Regions from separate parts of the Mus musculus genome. Here all the other regions are linked to region 2. The links are chromatin contacts, called in public Hi-C and HiChIP or PLAC-seq maps. All regions are on one chromosome and are shown on one strand. Each heading gives the region's core, a stretch centred on a gene start, on an enhancer-like site or on the middle of the called end of the contact. The rest is flanking DNA. Distances are from core to core; before and after follow the strand shown.

The links. Hi-C and Micro-C count contacts between places; a contact is called where the count stands out from the background. HiChIP or PLAC-seq counts read pairs in DNA pulled down with a chosen protein or histone mark.
Region 1: a contact with region 2 is called in a Hi-C map of muscle stem cells, with 2.6 times the contacts expected there. The contact joins the enhancer-like site here to the promoter of Ano6 in region 2. A contact is called at or near these places in 15 of 39 promoter capture datasets (the 3T3-L1 cell line, 3T3-L1-derived adipocytes, the C10 cell line and 9 more), 9 of 484 Hi-C or Micro-C datasets (B cells, the CH12 cell line, cortical neurons and 5 more), 16 of 115 datasets of contacts at active chromatin or transcription factors (the SCID.adh cell line, acute myeloid leukemia, bone marrow-derived macrophages and 13 more) and 2 of 9 other capture datasets (adipose tissue and liver).
Region 3: an H3K27ac HiChIP or PLAC-seq map of extraembryonic endoderm stem cells shows a contact between it and region 2. The contact joins the enhancer-like site here to the promoter of Ano6 in region 2. A contact is called at or near these places in 9 of 39 promoter capture datasets (the HPC-7 cell line, cranial neural crest, embryonic stem cells and 5 more), 4 of 115 datasets of contacts at active chromatin or transcription factors (embryonic basal ganglia, extraembryonic endoderm stem cells, large pre-B cells and 1 more) and 1 of 9 other capture datasets (liver).

The regions. Positions count from the first base shown.
Region 1 is chr15:95,966,767-95,970,092 of GRCm38.p6, forward strand. It overlaps Ano6 (anoctamin 6), which reads left to right. Exons shown (of 20, transcript NM_175344.4): 19 at 857-962. Among named protein-coding and RNA genes, the nearest start is that of Gm41389, 57 kb to the left of the region's middle. Within about 2 kb of position 1,290, at least 7 of the 459 cell types and tissues checked have an H3K27ac peak or open chromatin away from gene starts, as enhancers often do. A contact at or near this core is called in muscle stem cells, where this site is marked.
Region 2 is chr15:95,789,093-95,792,277 of GRCm38.p6, forward strand. It overlaps Ano6 (anoctamin 6), which reads left to right and starts at 1,751. Exons shown (of 20, transcript NM_175344.4): 1 at 1,751-1,964. The coding sequence starts at 1,892. The region is part of intron 1 of A130051J06Rik (a long non-coding RNA gene); the gene reads right to left.
Region 3 is chr15:96,001,857-96,005,044 of GRCm38.p6, forward strand. No RefSeq gene overlaps it. Among named protein-coding and RNA genes, the nearest start is that of Gm41389, 92 kb to the left of the region's middle. Within about 2 kb of position 1,480, at least 45 of the 459 cell types and tissues checked have an H3K27ac peak or open chromatin away from gene starts, as enhancers often do. A contact at or near this core is called in extraembryonic endoderm stem cells and pancreatic cancer cells, where this site is marked.

The sequences.
Region 1 (3,326 bases), core at 40-2,539, 180 kb after region 2:
GCGCACTAGCTCACTTACCAGTTGGTAGTTTGTTGACCACGTAGGTCATGCAGATTTATTTTCTCTATTACAGTTTCTTTTTTTTTTTTTTTTTTTTTTTTTTTTTTTAAAGATTTATTTATTTATTATATGTAAGTACATTGTAGCTGTCTTCAGACACTCCAGAAGAGGGAATCAGATCTCGTTACAGATGGTTGTGAGCCACCATGTGGTTGCTGGGATTTGAACTCTGGACCTTCGGAAGAGCAGTCGGGTGCTCTTACCCACTGAGCCATCTCACCAGCCCTCTATTACAGTTTCTTAATCCCAAATTCACTTAATTCAACTGCTCAGAGCCATTCTGATTTAGATTTCCAATACCACAACCAAGAAGTCAGATAAGGCCAAGACAACTGACTGTGCAGAATGCTGATCTCAGCAATTATGTTCCTGTATGTTTAATACCTCATGGTCAGGGAATTAAAAACAGGCTGGGTGAAAACCCTAAGTTAACCAGTAGACAGTACTGGGTGGTATGACCCAGTCAGCTCCCCAAGATAGCTAGCTAAATTGTTTTATGTCTTCTCAGAAAGCAGGGATAAAGCCATGGGGGAAACATAAAAACATTGTCACTTTGTAAAGACATGTCCTGTTTTACCCAGCTGGGGTCTGTCATTTTCTGCTTCCATGCTCAATAAGATAGTTCTGGATGATTTTCTTCCAGTATTTGATACCACATTGAACTTGAGGTGAAATGAATGTGATGCCTGCTTTAAAAATTACTGCGTCGAAGATGACTCTGGTTTTAAGTCAGGCCCTTGTTTACAATATCCATCAAAAAGATTTGTCTTCCTAACGTGCCTGGTTGTGTTTCCAGGTACCGTGACTTCCGAAACCCACCTGGGCACCCACAAGAGTATAAACACAACATCTACTATTGGCACGTGATTGCCGCCAAGCTGGCCTTCATCATTGTCATGGAGGTAAGAGAAGTGGGCTCTGAGGCAGGCTATGGTCGTGCACATTCGTAAGCCATCTGTGTCCCTTTAAGTATTGCCAACTTTCTTCAGTGTATATTAGGGCGTGAACTGATCAGATTTGGCCTGAGGATAGATGGTTCCTAACACTGAATGAAATAGCTGTCTGCTTTAAATGTTAAAAAGCATGACCATGTCAAGGGAGACTCGGCCCCGCTTAATACAGTATTCACTGAGTGCCTTTGTACTTTGGGGCACACTGAGAGGCATGTTGGATTGTGAAAGGCCTCTGCCCATGGAGCTATGATGCATCTGTGTTCCATGCAGCTGCTGCATGGGGCACGCCAACTCCTTACAGTGCCTCTCTCTCTAAAGTTAGCTGAGAAAATGACACGGCTGTAGAGTGTCAGCCGATCTAGCCAATGTCTCAGAGGGTGTTACTAGGAACAAACGAGGGAACCTAGTTGTTGTGCAAAGACAGACATCAGCCCTCACTTGTTTAAGCTACCCTAGGTACATCTTCTGTCCTGTGTAAAATTCTGAGGCTTTGCAATCTGATTCAAAAAAAAAAAAATTAAAAAATAGAAGACTAAGAACATGGGGGATGGAGGAGAGGAACACTTTCCATCGTAGACAAAAGGTGTCAGCCACGGGACAGAAAGTACAGCACACGTCATAAAGGACAATGCAGCTCACCGGAGACGGGAGGCAGAGGGAAGAGGCCAACAGCTGACAAAGAAAACTAGGATTACAATGAGGGAGGGCTCTCCACAGAAACTGTGGGAGACAGAAGCAACAGTTCTAGAACTTCAGCCTGCTAACCGAGAGAGGGAATAACTGAGGTTTTGTTTTTTGTTTTTTTTTTTCCCCCACAACCAAACACTGGTGAGCCATAGGCCCTTACAGAGAGCAATAATAAACTGGGAAGGGTTCCTCCTCTGTGTTCTCTCAAACTCCTGGGAGGCTGGAATAGCCTAGATCAGTGGTCCTCAACTGAGCACTAAGTACCAGTCAGTAGCAAAATGACACTTAGGAAGCAGCAGCAAAATGTATGGTGAGGCAGGGGCTAAGACTGCCAGAAATAGTGTTTTTCAATGGTCATGACCCACAGGTTGAGAACCACTGTCCCAGATCCTAAACTCACAAACAATCATAGGCACAGAGAAGAAAACTGCCTGACACAGAGGCGCATCTGTATCTCAGCACGAAGGAGGCAGAGGTGCTTGGCCCCTGTGAGTTCCAGGCCAACCAGAACTACACTGGGAGGAGAAGGCCTAAAAACAAAACAAAAAAAAACAAAAAACAAAAACAAAAAAAAAAACCTCTTAACAAGAAAAGGAAAACTAAGACTATTCTTGCTGCCTCATAAATACAGAGGTCCTCGTAGACTGCATAAACTGAACCTACAGGGTATTTTTAAAAGATGGCATCACACCCTATTGGCTTTGCCCTGTGAATGTTACCAGCCTCTATACAGATGAGTTTGGAGGAGATGAATCTTACTTACTTACTTAAGATGAGTCTTCTGTTGCACTCTCTTGCTTCGCAACTGTTGCTACATCTGCTGTACTCACCAGCCTCTGTTGCTCTTCCCCAACTGAGGTCAGGGTCCCTAAAGGCATGGCAGTGTTTGCTTCCCACTCCCCTCCCACTCCTCCCTCCTCTCCAGTCATTTCCTACTTCCTAAGTCATCTATCCTGCTCTGCGTATGGTGACCATAATGTCTGTCCTGTGGCGAATTCCTTGAGCAGCTATCTCTGCCCACATGTTACCCAGCAGTGAACACCAACAGGGCCAGCCTCTCATTCTTCCTGGAAGCCTGCCCCCTGGCTTCAGGAAAACAATTATTTAGTGTTTTAAAGCAGGAAAAAAGTCTAGGAAAGTTAGAACACTAAAAGGGTCCATTCAGCAAAAAGAAGTAACAATTATAAAAAAAAAAGTAACAATACATCGCCTATAGTATCAAAAGTCTATCAGTGTGCTTCAAAGGAGAAGCGGGTGTCAGTGACAGAGGAATTCATCAGCTCGCCTTCAGCTGTAAACAGGTCATCTCTACCCAAAACAAACAAGGAACTGCGCTCTAGACAAGGTGGCCCCCACTGATGCCCACAGGACATTGTGCCTGCCTGGGGTAAAGCACACATTCCTCTCCACAGTGGAGCACCCTGCCAGGGCCCGTCACATGGGAAGCTGTAAAACAAATCTCAGCACACACTTAAAAATTAAAAATTAAAATCCTATCTAGTGGCTTTTCTGCGTATGGTGCAATTAGATGAGACATTTCAGAAAGCACACATGTGCACAGAAATTAAACAGCATCTTCCAGAGCAACTGGCAAAGCAGTAGAGATATTAAGAGAGGATATATAAT
Region 2 (3,185 bases), core at 501-3,000:
TGTACTAACAATAGATGCACAGCTGGCCTAAGTAATTCAATTTCCTTGTGGCAACAGTCATGTCTACACAAAAGACCACAATGGCTCTGTAACACTTATCAAGCAAGAAGCAAAAGGCATCTATAAAATCTCTTACAATTTCCAAGTGACTCACTGAGACTTAGGTCAGAATCAAGCCCAAGAATTTTCGAGCTATAAAGTAGCTTTAGGTCGGAAGATCCAGAACTTCTACATCTGCTGAGAGAACCTAGCAGGTCAGTGATGAGACCGGGTGGGTTGGAAGAAGTGGGTGGAAAGGCCTCTGGAGGCACTTTCTGAGGTGCATATAGTAAAAGGGCCACCCCAACACTGGCTATCTGTGGTTGCAGACAAGATGCTCACCTATCGGGCGGTCAGGTGAAACAGTGGCAGTAACTCCTAGGCAGAGATGAAGCGACCACTGTAAAAACTTTTAGTACCGGACTCAGCGGACTCAGCGCACGAAAATCGCCATGGCTAAATGAAGATGGAAACTTCCTCCTGCAACCCACACACCTCTGGAACCGAGAGTTCACTAAAGCCTTCCCTTCCCTTCTCAGTTCCCAGTCTGTCCTGAAGCCGAGTTTTGCTTCAGAGTCCCCCTGCTTCGGCCTCTGGAGGGCTGGCATTATAGGTCATAACTGGTATTACAGGTCGCAGATGGCATTTCAGGCCATAGGGGTCATTGCTAGCATTACTGGTCCCGGCCTCTCTTCCTCTCTCTCCCTCTCATAGTCTCCTCATCTTCTCAAGATCTCCAGAGTTCTGCACTTACTTTTCATGTTACAAGTAGTCTTCTTTGGTAAAAACCGGAGCTTAAGGAGCAAGGAGAGCGTCTCCTGGACGTTTTCTCTAATTTGTACTGTCCTTTAGTGCATATTCGTGATTAAATTCCTGCGTTATTATTGATCGCAATGTTTTTTCCCTTCAAGTGAGAACATTAACTATGAGGTTGGGACTATAGATAAGTGGAGAGTACTCCCTTAGCACGCCAGGGGTGCTGGGCTGGACTCCTAGCATCTGAGAGGCGAAAGAGGAAAAGGGTAAGAATATAAAAGAATAAAACACACAGTGGATGTAGTAGTGTCTTGTCATTGAACATTGACTAGGAACGGGCTCAGGAGGCAAGTGCTTCTCCAGGGAGTGAGCGACAACCCGGGCACTGCAGGGAAGCCACCATTCACCAGCGTCCTTGAGAGCAGCTGTGCAGACCCAAGGACTTGGTACTCCCGCCGCATCTGCGCCCCAGTCCTTGGGTTGTCAGGGCGGCATTCCTTCACTCTCTACCGTCATTTCCCCCTTTCGTTTCTTTGTCCTTCCTGGTACTACAGTTTCCCATATTGTCTTATTAAAGAGTTTACACGTAGCTATGGCGTGTTTTGTTCGGCCTAGTTCCGGGGCTTGGAGGGCACCCCGCGACCACTCCCCGCATGTGCTCCTTCGGGCGGGGGCACAGGGGCTCTCCGTGCGCACGTGTGTCGTTTTCCTCCCCCACACTAAGCGGGCACCTTGCAACGTCTCGTCATTCTGCAGATTAAAGACCCTCGTGAGCTCATAGAAGCCGGCCTGCCTCTGCGGCTGCAGCGCTCCCCGCAGGCGCGGCGCGGCTCGCCCGGCTTCTGCCACTCCCCTTCCCCCAACCCCCCCAGCCCGACTTCCTCCCAGGCTCCTCGCAGCCGGGGCGGTTTGATCTGGGGCGGGAGCGGCGGCGTCCCTCTGGGCATGCTCAGTCGCAGGCTGAGCAGCGCCTGCTGAAGCAGAGCGCGGGCGGAGCGCAGCGGGGCAGTGCCGAGAGGGCAGAGCGGAGCTTGCGGCCCGAGCCGAGCGGAGCCGAGCGGAGCCGAGAGCAGCCGAGTGACGGTCTCCGGGAGACATGCAGATGATGACTAGGAAGGTCCTGCTGAACATGGAGCTGGAGGAGGACGACGATGAGGATGGAGACATTGGTGAGTGCCGGAACCGGGGCCAGGGCAAGGGGGATCCGGGGCGGACGCCTCTGCGCGGAAGCCGAACCTCCCAAGCAACTTCGGGTCTTTTTCCTGCGTCCGCTCCGGGCGGTGTTTTGGGGGCCCCTGCTCCCGGGTTCACGACACACCTGAGCCGGATTCTCCGAGGCCACAGGCTGCGCCGCTGCACCAGCCCGCAGAGACACAAACAAAAGGGCTGGAGCCGCGGGCGCGGGGCAGGGACGCGGGGCGACGCCGGGCGGAGGACCGTGGCACGTTTCCATCAGGCCTCCTGGATGTCAAAATGTTCCCTCTCAAGGCCTCCAAACACTTTACAAAGTAAATTTAGGAGTTGGGTGTGGCTTTTCCTTCCTTTCAGGTTTTGCTCACAGACCAATCAAAGGAATTTGGTAACTCCCAGGTCTAGACGAACTTGGGAATTCCACGCCGCGATTTAGCCTTGGCCTTTCATTGTGACAGCGGTTTATCAGGCACTCCTCTTTGTGGAGAGAGCAAATAGTATTCCTTTTTAAGGAGAGGAGAAAAGTGTGCCCAGGTTAGCCTTCCTGGAGCCTCACACTGTCAAGTAGAAGTTTCTGATTTCCCAGAGTTGAGCAAGTTAAGGCTCTGCACCTGGCGGCTGATTGGGTAAAGGATGTAGGATGCTCTTGTCTCATGAGACTGAACAGTTAAGTGACCGTTTACATAAAATACCACCCACGGGAGCAGCGTTAAAAAGTTACACTCGTATTAGCACAGTTAGTTTCTTAGGGAAATATTCTTGTCTGTCATAGTGAGGCACTCAAGTGAGATCCAGCCGGAATAGAAATTGACATAAGCAAGAGGCTCTGAGTGTAAGCCCTTGCTGCCCTCAGATTTCAATTTAGAAAGAAAATCTAATTTGGTCTAGCCTCTGTTACATGATAGGCATCATAGGTTGTCTTCAGACCCTGCCAGTAGGCTGGCTTTGCTTTTACTGACCCATGTAATTCATGCTTGTTCCACGAAGTAAAACAGCCGATGTAGTTAACTACCTCTGCCTCTTCTTACTGTAGCCTCCAGTATTTAGATTCATACTTTAGATAGCAGACAGCCTGTTTGGACAGGCAACGTTTAAGCAGGTCCTGGCAATTTTTGGTTGTCCTTTATTGAATTATGAATTTCATGTGGATCATAGTTATGTTTTTGTCCCAGACGTTTTACCAAACCTATGAACGTTTA
Region 3 (3,188 bases), core at 230-2,729, 210 kb after region 2:
GGATGTATAAAATATGTTACATATACTCGGCTGAATATTATACAGCTATCTAAATCAACAAAATCCTGTCATTTCCAGAAATAGCATTAACATTTATTTATTCATTTTCCATCCTGATTGCTGCCCCTCCCCCTCCCGGTGTTCCCTCAGAGTTCCTTCCCCTACCCTCCTCCTTTTCTCCTCTGAGAGGGTGGGGTCTCTCCTGGGTATCCCCACACCCTGTGCATCAAGTCTTTGCAGGGCTAGGCAAAGACTCTCCCACTGAGGCCAGCCAAGGCAGCCCAGCTAGTGAATGGCTTCTACAGGCAGGCAACAGCTCCAGGGACAGGGCCCATTCCAGTTGTTGGGGGACCCACACAGAGACTCAGCTGCATGCCTGCTATATTTATGTAAGGGAGCCTCTCTCTGGCTTGCGCATGCTCCTTGGTCAGCGGCTCAGTATCCTCAAGGGTTCAGGCTAGCCGACTCCATTGGTCTTCCTGTGGAACTGGACGTTATTAAGTAGAATAAAGGAGAGACAGACACATGGCACATGCTGTTATTATTTGTGGAAAACTGAAAGTCTGTCCTGTGGAAGAATGAGTCTTGAATGCAAAGACAGCCAGTGAGACCTGAAAGACGTTTGATGAGTGGCACCAAGCAGACGGGAGCCATTAGTTCTCACTTGTACAGCACCAGAAGGTAATGACTGATTAAAATAATCTATATTTCCAAACGATCAGAAAAGCCTAAGAAATGCCCAACACACAAAAATGCTGATTTTAGGGGGCGAAAGCAGGAGGATAGTGGGTTGAGTTCCTGGCCAATCTGAACTTCGGAGATAAAGTGGGTCTCAAGTAGCAGCCATAGAACAGACATACACTAACATTCAAATAGATGAGAGCGCCTGTACCTCCCTCACTCGACAGTTACATGTAATCTAAGAGCCAACCAAGATTATGCTATAGTATGCTAAGAGAATTCCCTGCTTCAGGGGTCTTCCCTGAGTTTTCTCTTGGGAATAACCCCCCACACTTGGATGTGTCTTTCTTATCCCTACCCCATCCCTTCCCCATAATCCCTTCTCTCCCACCCCCCCCCCTCTCTTGAGAATCACACCCTCATATGTGGGTATGCCTGTCCTTTTGAGCACCCTTCCTTCTAAACCCATATTCAAACATCTTTAACAAAATCTCCAAGTCTGCTTCATTACACTGTCAGGTCTTAAAATCCTTTTCAGCAAAGGAGCTACAAATCTGAGTTTGACCTGAGTTAAGAGTACCTGAAAGACCGGTTCCCTTATTCTCAGAACTCTTCAAGCTGCTAAGGGTGACAATAGAGCTGTCTCCTTACCACTAACTACAGAATCATAAAAGATGGGAGTGGCAGAAAGAACTCTCTTCACATGTGACATCCACCGGCTGCTTCGTCACACCTCTATCTACCAAAGCTGTCTCTAATGTCTTCCACTGTCTTGTCCTGCATACAGCCTGCTGGATTTTTAATCCTCTCCCTTCCCAGCTCTGTCCTGAGCCTCCATCTGATAAGGAGGGCTTGTGGTTTCTTCTGTGTATGCTGCTGAATTCCTTACATGTTTGTGGAATTCCATGATGATTTATTTTGTTTGGAAACCCTAGTCTTCCGGGTAGAAAAATCTGCCAACGGTGTTAGTGATGGGTGTGCAAAACCTTGGTCACAACTATAATTCCTGGGTCCTTTAGAGGCCCAGTGCAAAACCATAGTCGGAGCCTGATCCTGTGCTCTGTAGGCAGCGAGTTGTCCTGTTAGAGACAGTCGCTTCAAGCAAGGAAACTGGTGTATACAATCATCCCTTAATACAGCAGTCCTGGCAGACGGGAGGTGTTCGATAAATATTTGTTGAATTGATGAATGAATACCCCGTCTGCCTCGATAAGAGATTTTTCCAGCCAAGTGATTTATCAGCATACTCAGGAAAGTAGAACAGGATATAAATGGAAGCAGCAGCTGATTGCTTGAGATACAGAATAAGGATGGAGAAAGTTGAAGGGCTGGTCTAGTACAATAGCTAAGAAGTCCCTGTGGGGAGACATGAGGAGGCTTGCTCCAAGCAAGCGTCTTGGCTACTTGAGTGCTGCTAGCCCACTGCCACACAAAGCACATCCCAGTGTGAGATGCAGTTGCTGTAGCCTTTTGAGAGCGTTGGAACAGTGCATCCATGTCAGGTCACACAGGGGCCAGTGAAAAAGGCCAAGGAAGTGGACCTGGGACTGCTGACGTCTCCTTCAAAATCTGCTACATTCATCTATTCTGCAGGGCAGGTCTCAGGGCCAATTCCCACTTTCTCTTTCTCCTGGAGACAACTCAGATGCTGGCGTCCTGGCACTCTTCTTCATTCAGGGAAATGTCACATTCAAAGGAGCCTCTCGGGGCATGGGGCATTTGGATTGTACCTGTAAGCAAGTCCTCAAGGATAAACATTAGCTCTCATTTGCACGGAGCTTACCTGAAGACAGTAGTTACCAGGCATTCTGACTGGTTTCACCTCTACCTGACACAAGCTAGAGTCATTTCAGAGGAGGGACCCTCAACTGAGATATTGCTACCATAAGATCCAAGCTGTAGGCAAGTCTATAGGGCATATTCTTAATCAGTGGTTGATATAGTAGGGCCAAGCCCACTGTGGGTGGTGCCTCCCCTAGGCTGGTGGCCCTGGGTACTATAAGAAAGCAGGCTGAGCAAGCCATAGGAAGCAGGCAGCATCCCTCCACAGCCTCTGCATCAGCTCCTGCCTCCAGGTTCCTGCTCTGTTTGAGTTCCTATCCCGGACTTCCTCAGTGATGAAGTACGACCTGAGAGTTGTAAGATAAAATAAACCCTTTCCTCCCCGTGTTGGTCATGGTGTTTTATCACAGCAGAAGAATCCCTAAGATACCAGAGTATTCAACCTATGGTCTTACTGAGATATTAACAAAAGTTTGTTTAGGAAGTTAGACTTTCAGAAGGGCCCACCTTTGATAACGTGAACTCACTCCATTATAGTCTTCTTTCTGTTTCAAAGCATCCATTTGATTATATCTTTAGTGCTGTCTGGTTTTATGTTCACTTGATACAAGCAAGGGTCATCTAAGAGGAGGGAACCTCAGTTGAGACAATGCCTTCATAGGATCCAGCTGTAGGCATGTCAGCGGGGCATTTTCTAATTTGTGATTGAAGTAGAGGGGCCTACC